2 separate regions of the Hordeum vulgare genome follow, and region 2 is linked to region 1. The links are chromatin contacts, called in public Hi-C maps. All regions are on one chromosome and are shown on one strand. Each heading gives the region's core, a stretch centred on a gene start, on an enhancer-like site or on the middle of the called end of the contact. The rest is flanking DNA. Distances are from core to core; before and after follow the strand shown.

Region 1 (4,142 bases), core at 846-3,345:
TGCAGAGCTAAACTAATTCTTCTAACACCATATGTTTTACTCCCTCCGATCTAAATTAATTGCTGCTGCTTTAGTACACTATTGTGATTGATCTCAAAGAAGTAGATTATATCGGCTTATGTTGCTCCAAGCGTTGGTGAAGGTTACTGCTTTTGTCTGCTCTGCTTTAGGCATCTGAGATTACTGTTGCTTGGAGCAGAGTACTTAAATGTCCATGCTGAGTAAATTCAATGGGTGATATGAGCTACTTACTTTGGTAAGAAAGTGCTCATCGTCGGAAATGCAACACCTTCTGCAACGCCAAAAAGCACACGAACAGCAAGCAACATAGTGGCGGATTGAGAGGCGGCCCATGGAGTGAGGAAAGTGGCCAAGGACCAGAGTGCAGCAGCACCTGCCATCACCTTCTTCCCCCCGTATCGGTCCGCCAAAGCTCCTCCAACCATGGATGAGAAAACATACCCCCATAGAAATGATGACTGCAGCAGTGGTGGGAAAGTTTAATCTCGAGTCAATCAATCGGAACATCAACAATCATGCACTAATGGATATCAATAATTTTCTGTGTTTTTCTCGTCTAGTTACTCATGCTTAATGGTTGTTAAAAATGCTGAAGTATTCGAATCTCCAACCACAATATGCATGCTGCATTAGTTCATATATCATATCATCATACACTTGCTGAATGACGTCTAGTAATGGTTGTGCAATGGTGTTTAAGCCTTAAGGAGTAGCAACTGATGCAATCAATCTTTCTGGTCCCAGTAACCAGGTATTGAGGTAAACAACAGTCAGTGGTGTTGTAATGATCTGATACAGTTCATGTAGCATATCATCCATCAGATTGGATGTTTCAAGTGTCCAATTGTCAAATTTAAACATTGTACTTATAAATCAGGAAACAATAGCAGCTCAAGTTGCTGACTTATCCCCATGTACTGCTTGCTAATTTTTTGGCTTCTGTCGCAAAATCGACCCTTGAAATATCCTATATGAAGGCCCCTGCAAGAACCATATTGTATAGACATGTGTAGCACGAGCTCGTGGTGTTAACTTGGTTCCATCAGGCAGCCTGGCTTAAAAGAATGTAATGCTTCGGTCGTTCCCATGGCTCAATCTGAAGTTGATACATCATGCATAGTGGACTTTTGGTATAAGAAATGTATACTCAACTAATGGTTGGAACCTTTTTGTCATTACCGAGTTCTTGCTTAAGGTCAGAGCAAAATGACCCTCACTTTACTTTCTGCTGATGTTGAGGCGTAAATTAACATGGCAAGGAGTGGGCGGGCGTACCTGGACGATGCCGACGAAGGAGCTGGACCAGCCGTGCTGCGCGGCGAGCGGCACGACGGCGACGGACATGACGACCCGGTCGGCGTTGCAGAGCAGCATGACGGCCGCCACGAGCGCCACAACCTTGGCCCGCTCGGGCAGCGCCGGCACGCTGGCCACGGCGGCGGCCGCGCCGCCATGGCGGACCCCCTCCAGGCTGGCGCTGCACGTGGCGACGACCTCCCGCCCGCCCCGCCTCCTCGCCCTCCCGCCATCCCCAACCAAACCGACAACGGCGTCGCCCCTGCCGCTGCTACTGGCAGTGGCACAGCCGACGCCTCTGCCGCAGCCATCCGCGGCCGAGCCCAACGAAGAAGAAGAAGAAGCGGATATCCGCAGCCTTGTCGGCTCCAGGCTGACGGCCCCGACCCTGGCGGATCTGTACCTGGCCGGGCCAGCGGCCGGCTTGACGGACACGCAGGATCTCACCGACGCCATGATCCGCGCGAGGAGGTGACTGGAGCTGACCGGGCGTGCTCAGAGAGGCGGAGCAGAGACCGGAAGATGCTTGGTGTATGCCATGGTAATTAAGGAGTACGAGGCAGACAAGTGGTAGTACGATTGACCAACTGGGTTGGTTGGTGGTATAAATTTGGGACCTCGGGGAGGACGAAAGGTGGTAGGTTGCGGATCCCAGAAGATGTGGGAGCGGGCGGGGTTGTTAGCTAGCGCTGATCGGCTAGGGGGGGAATGGTCAAGGCAATTGCTGCTGGGTGGCGCCGTCGCGCGGCCGGTGCGGTGGGCACCTACCGTGTGCCGCGCCGAGTCGCCACCTACCCGGCTGGCGCCCGAGCCAAAGCGGCGACGCGAGGAGGAGGAGGAGGAGTCAGGGAGCTCGATGGCGACCGCTCCATGAGAAATTGAGAATGGAAAACAAGACTGCTAACCAAGACTGGACTGGGCCAAATTCACCGTTTTGACTCTCTTTTTTATAGTTTAGCCCGATCCAAATCCGTTTATGAAAAAAAAATCGGATCTAATTCTTTTCTATCGTTGTGCCGATAGACATACACTCTATAGGGTCACTTTGTGTGGCGATATAGTTTCGGTTAACGCAGACGGCATCGTTTGATCCTGCTGACGTGGATAAATAGGTACCATTATAGAAAGTGACGGTAGGGTGTAGTTTTCTATCGTCACAACATGTGACAGTAGGGCGTTTACACACTTAATTTTTCTATGATGGAATTGACTATCTGAACACCCTACCGCTACCTGTTGCGATGGTAGGCATATACATCCTACTATCATTTCTTATGACAGTAGTCACTTATTCACATCAACGGAGTTAAAAGACGTCGTATGTGTTGATCCGAACCCTACCGCCACATGAAACGGTAATAGGGGGTGTATGTCTTTCGTCATAGCGGATGACGGTAGGAAAAAATTAGATAAAAAAATTATAAACAAAATTAGATCTTGCTAAACTATGTCAAAAGAATTAAAACAGTAAAATCGTCCACTAGACTGTTGGTCCTAGATGTTGACATTTCAGATTCAGGGCAGCGGTGCGCCTGGTTTTAGAAACAGGCTCGGTTTTGCTTTGGGCACCAAACGCAACTTTCAAACGCATGCTATTTTTTTTAGGAAAGGAGGCCCATCTCCGCCTTCTGCATCAGAAAGATGCAAGATCATCTTTATTTAAAGTGCTGAAAAAATCTACAGTTCAGTACAAGTTTATGAAGAGCTGAAAATTCAAAAGATAAATAGCGACAACCGACGTACAATAAGACTAGAAACCTATCCGGTTATTCTATTATTAGACCGTCATCAAAACCGATTGAAAATATCCTGAGCTATCATCTTTCATTGGATAGATCCAATAGCCAAAGAATCTCTGTTCTCCGCAGTAGTGAGTAGCGAACAAGTACGGATCAAAGACGTTGCCCTATGCAAAACCAGCAAAAAATTGATTTGATATTTCCCGTTAAAGATCATGTCATTCTTACAGTTCCATATAGCCCACAGTAACGCACAAACTCTTATGTGAATCTATCTCTCCGTACAGATATCTACTCCGCCTAGCCACGTCCCAAACAACGACTGAATGCTAGTTGAAGGCGTGATATTAAAGGCTATATGGATCGAACTCCATAATAATTTTGCCAGCGGGCGATCGAAAAAGAGGTGTTTGATCGTCTCAGACTTATCACAGAAGCTACATCTTTTGTTACCAGCCCAATTAAGCTTAGCCAAATTATCCTTAGTAAGAATCACTTTCTTGTGAACGAACCACATGGAAATTTTGATTCTTAAAGGCACTTTAATCTTTTAATTATGAATCAATTTTGGGATTGATCCAGAATCAATGAGGTCTAAGTACATCGTTTTCACCAAAAAGATGTCATTTTTTGATAGCTTCCAATGAAGTCTACCGGCCTCGTCTAATAAGGTGACCTCCATTAGCCTCTTGACTAGATCAATCCAAGCAATCCAACGACCTCCCCTCAAACTCCTTCAGAACTGAATATTAAGAGGAACAAATTGTAAAATAGTAGCAACATAAGCCTCCTTATGCTGCACAATATTATATAGAGAAGGATATTGCATGGCTAATGGCGTCTCCCCCAACCACGTGTCCTCCCAAAACCTTGTAGTCTCCCATTCCCGACGATAAACTTAGACCTATGAAAGAACGCCGCCTTCGTTATCATTAGACCTTTCCAAAAGGGTGAATCGTTGGGCTTCAGAGTGACTTGAGCCAAGGTTTTAGCATGTAAATATTTATTTCTCAGTATTTGTACCCACATGCTTTCAGACTCTACCGACAGTCTGTATAACCATTTGCTAAGCAAACATTTGTTCTT
Region 2 (4,142 bases), core at 463-2,962, 190 kb after region 1:
ATACACATATAATAACCATAAATACATCCTAATAGTAAATACTATATTACCGCTAGGCTACGCCTAGGGCGCCTATGCAATGCCTAGGCACTAGGCACACGCTAACCTCCTCGCTTACGCCTAACGCTTTTTCCAACCTTGATAAAAGCACGATTAAACCATAACACCTATTTCTAAAACTTTGTTGAGTCATGACTCAGCACAAAATGTCATATTCATGTACATTGATAGTTACATGATACTATGATATTTTCCGGTCTTGCTAGAAAACCCACAAGCAAATGAAAATGGTGACCTTGTGCTTTCTTTGGCTATAGTTGTAATATATGTGACTATTAACAAACACAATAAGTGTGTCTCTCGGGAGCTTGGAGTCTATTTTCATCCAATGCATTAGTATTTATTTGAAATTTCTACAAATGTCCATGGCTAGAAGTTAGACATTGCTTAATCGTTCACACACAATGTTAGCTTAGAGCATAACATATTTTGTCGTAGTTACAATTGTCATGTGTTGTAAGCTTACCATAAAGGTATAAGTGAAAGTGTAAAACACAACACATATTTGTAAAGTAACATAACACAAATCTGTAAAGTGTTTTCTGAATCGGGCACATCGCAACTCATATTGTTCTCCTCACGTACTTTGATAACTACACGCTATAAAGTTACCAAACCTATAAGAAGAATCCATAGTAAAAACTCTCAAGTAAATGAAAAATGTGAACCTAGGCTTTCTGAGCCTTGCAATTGTATGCTTCGTGTAACTAAATTTCAATACACAATTGTAATCAAGTCAAATACACTTCAAGCAAAGTTGCAATGGTAGGACGATTACATTCACTTTCCTGTCACGCTAAGAATACAATTAATTGATGCTAAATGGACAACACCTTTCGCGGATATACTTCAAGCAAAGTTCGCTATGATGATCACATTCAATTTCTTGCCAGGCTAATAATGTAATTAGTCGATGCTAAATCGCAGCATCTTTTGCGAATATACTTCAAGCAAAGTTGTAACGCTAGGATGACTACAGTTATTTTTCAGCCATGCTAAGAGTAGAATTAACCGATGCTAAATCAACAACATCCTTTGCGAATATACTTCAAGCAAAGTTGTAACGCTAGGACGGTTACAGTTATTTTCCATCCATGTCAAGAATAGAACTAATCAATACTGAATCGACAACATCTTTTCGAATATACTTCAAGCAAAGTTATAACGCTACAATTATTTTCCAGCCAAACTAAGAATACAATTAATCAATTACACATTTCACGGGGCAAAGTCGTAACGCTTGGACAATTACATTTAATTTTCTGCTAGTGCCAGGCTAAGAATCGACGACACCTTTTTGCGGATAAAAGTGAAGGATGCAACCAAGTGGCCAAAAACCCTAGACCTTTTTGCTGGTAAAATCTAGTAGTACAGCTAAAGAGATGTCACTGAGCTCCACACTCAAAAGGAGCTAATAGGCTGATGATCAATGATCGACATGAACCAACTCTCACGTGGCTCAGCTGCTATCCCAACCCCTCTTCTTGAAGGCCACCATCATCGCGGGGTCACCACATCCACACCACAGGGTTGCGTCCCAGCCGGCGTGAGTGTGTGTGGCCGAAGCAATTCCACCACCTGAGCCGGAGCCGACGTGGCGCTGGATCGCGAGGAAGTAAAGCGGCCTCTCCACCAATCCACATCCCCACACTTCTCCCTCCAATAATTCTCTCCGCCTCTGCACTAGCATCAGAGCAAAGCCAGCCAGCGGGGGGAGGGAGGGAAAGGGAGGCAAAATCCCCATGCCTCAGCCCCTCGCCGGACCAGATCCCCGGCGAGCCAGCGCGGGGGATTAGGCGGGGAGAGGCCCGATCGATGGGCGGGGAGGCCCCGGAGCCGCGGCGGCTGACCCGCGCGCTCAGCGTGGACGGCAGCGGCGTCCCGGAGGAGGCGCTGCACCTGGTGTTCGGGTACGTCGACGACCCGCGCGACCGGGAGGCGGCGTCGCTGGCCTGCCGCCGGTGGCACCACATCGACGCGCTCACGCGGAAGCATGTCACCGTGCCCTTCTGCTACGCGGTTTCCCCGGCACGCCTGCTCGCGCGCTTCCCGCGCCTCGAGTCGCTCGGGGTCAAGGGCAAGCCCCGCGCCGCCATGTACGGCCTCATCTCCGACGACTGGGGCGCCTACGCTCGCCCCTGGATAGCCGAGCTCGCTGCCCCGCTCGAGTGCCTCAAGGCGCTCCACCTGCGCCGCATGGTCGTCACCGACGACGACCTCGCCGCCCTTGTCCTCGCCCGCGGCCACATGCTGCAGGAGCTCAAGCTCGACAAGTGCTCTGGCTTCTCCACCGACGCCCTCCGCCTCGTCGCCCGATCCTGCAGGTACTGCAACTTCTCCATTTGGTAAAATCCTATTGGCTCCGATCTCCTATCTGCGCGCGCGCGCGAGAGAGAGAGAAGTACGCCGGAATTGGGGTTTGGGGGTCAGCGATATAGTGACTGGACGGAGAATCCAGCTGCCGCTTGGTCGATGTCCCGAAGTAGTAGGCGCAATGATACAACACCCCTTATGGATTTCCATAACTAGAAACTTGTTCTTCCACGGGGTAATATTTACCCAAAGTAGTTCGAGATCTGGACGCCCGTTGCTATCCCTACTCTCCTAATATGATGATGGTACAACCACAGCAAAGCACAGTTCACTGTCTTTACAAGTGTGTTCGCGTCGTTAGAGTAAGGTTGCCTTGTAAGTGCGGTGTATCTATCTACCTTGTGCCTTTTGTCTCCTTCATAATTGATCAATTGAATGTTCTGCATTCTGGTTGTTGCTGATGATGCACAAGAGTCCATTTCTCAGCATTTATATTTCCAAGTAATTTGCAAGAGCTCACCAAATCTGGCAGGAAGAAGGTGTAAGGTAACTGATTGCCAAACCAATAGTGATTGGCTTGACCTAAAGCTGGCTCGTCTTTTACTCGAATTCGTACTGTTATACAGAATTAATGGTCAAGTTGTTTGTTGTTTCTGTTATCAGTTAATTCTAGCATGGACACTTGGGCAGTGTTATGTAATGTCAGGCTGACCATGTTTACATTCCTTTCTCAGTTTCCCTTTTTTCAAATTTGTACTGGTTTGGTCATCCTGAAGAGGGAGCATTCGATGTGTTCTTTGGAAAAACTGAGTCATGAAATACAAAATTTATGATAAATCTAGTTGTTTTAATTATTGAGTGCCGAATGAATCACTGGAAGTAAGCAAATTAAAAAAATAATCAGCTATTTAGGAATGTGCCACCATGTTAATCCATTTTGACATATCCAGCACTCAAATTTCTCTATAAGACCCCCAACTTAATAAGCTACCAATGCTTCAAATGTTTCATACATGGCATGCCACTGCAAAAGAGCGCAGAGTGGCCTCAGGCTTCACTCTAAAGACTACTCAGCCGCCTAACATAAGCTCAAAAACAACTTGGGCACTAGAATATGTTAATTTAGTATTGTATTTATCTAAGAGAGTAGTACACTTTTTTCTTCTAAATATTAACTAGCGTACATTTATATTCCATCTTGGTGAACACTCACCATAATTGGGAGCATTTGTTTCTCCGTTGCACTCAACTCTTGCTTTACTTACTTTGGTGCATTGGTACTATCATGATAAGATCACCGCACTGACTTGTTGAACGGAATTTAACAGATCACTGAGAACTTTGTTTCTGGAAGAATGCACAATTACTGATAATGGCACTGAATGGCTCCATGATCTTGCTGCCAACAATCCTGTTCTGGTGAACTTGAACTTCTACTTGACTTACCTCAGAGCGGTGCCAGCTGACCTCGAGCTTCTTGCCAGGAATTGCAAGTCACTAATTTCATTGAAGATCAGTGATTGTGACCTTTCAGATTTAGTTGGATTTTTCCAAATAGCTACGTCATTGCAAGAATTTGCTGGAGCGGAAATTAGTGAGCAAATGTATGGAAATGTTAAGTTTCCTTCAAAGATTTGCTCATTCGGACTTACCTTCATGGGGATAAATGAGATGCACATAATCTTTCCTTTTTCCGCTGTACTCAAGAAGCTGGATTTGCAGTACAGTTTCCTCACCACTGAAGATCATTGCCAGCTCATTGCAAAATG

Evidence for each region. Hi-C and Micro-C count contacts between places; a contact is called where the count stands out from the background.
Region 2: a Hi-C map of seedling shows a contact between it and region 1, with 2.2 times the contacts expected there. The contact joins the promoter of LOC123445823 here to the promoter of LOC123445807 in region 1. A contact is called at or near these places in 3 of 6 Hi-C or Micro-C datasets (leaf and seedling).

Annotation. Positions count from the first base shown.
Region 1 is chr1H:466,703,952-466,708,093 of MorexV3_pseudomolecules_assembly, forward strand. LOC123445807 (probable anion transporter 2, chloroplastic) reads right to left here and starts at 2,096. Exons shown (of 7, transcript XM_045122810.1): 1 at 1,297-2,096; 2 at 253-479. The coding sequence starts at 1,773.
Region 2 is chr1H:466,897,412-466,901,553 of MorexV3_pseudomolecules_assembly, forward strand. LOC123445823 (coronatine-insensitive protein homolog 1b) reads left to right here and starts at 1,713. Exons shown (of 3, transcript XM_045122811.1): 1 at 1,713-2,384; 2 at 3,702-4,142. The coding sequence starts at 1,876.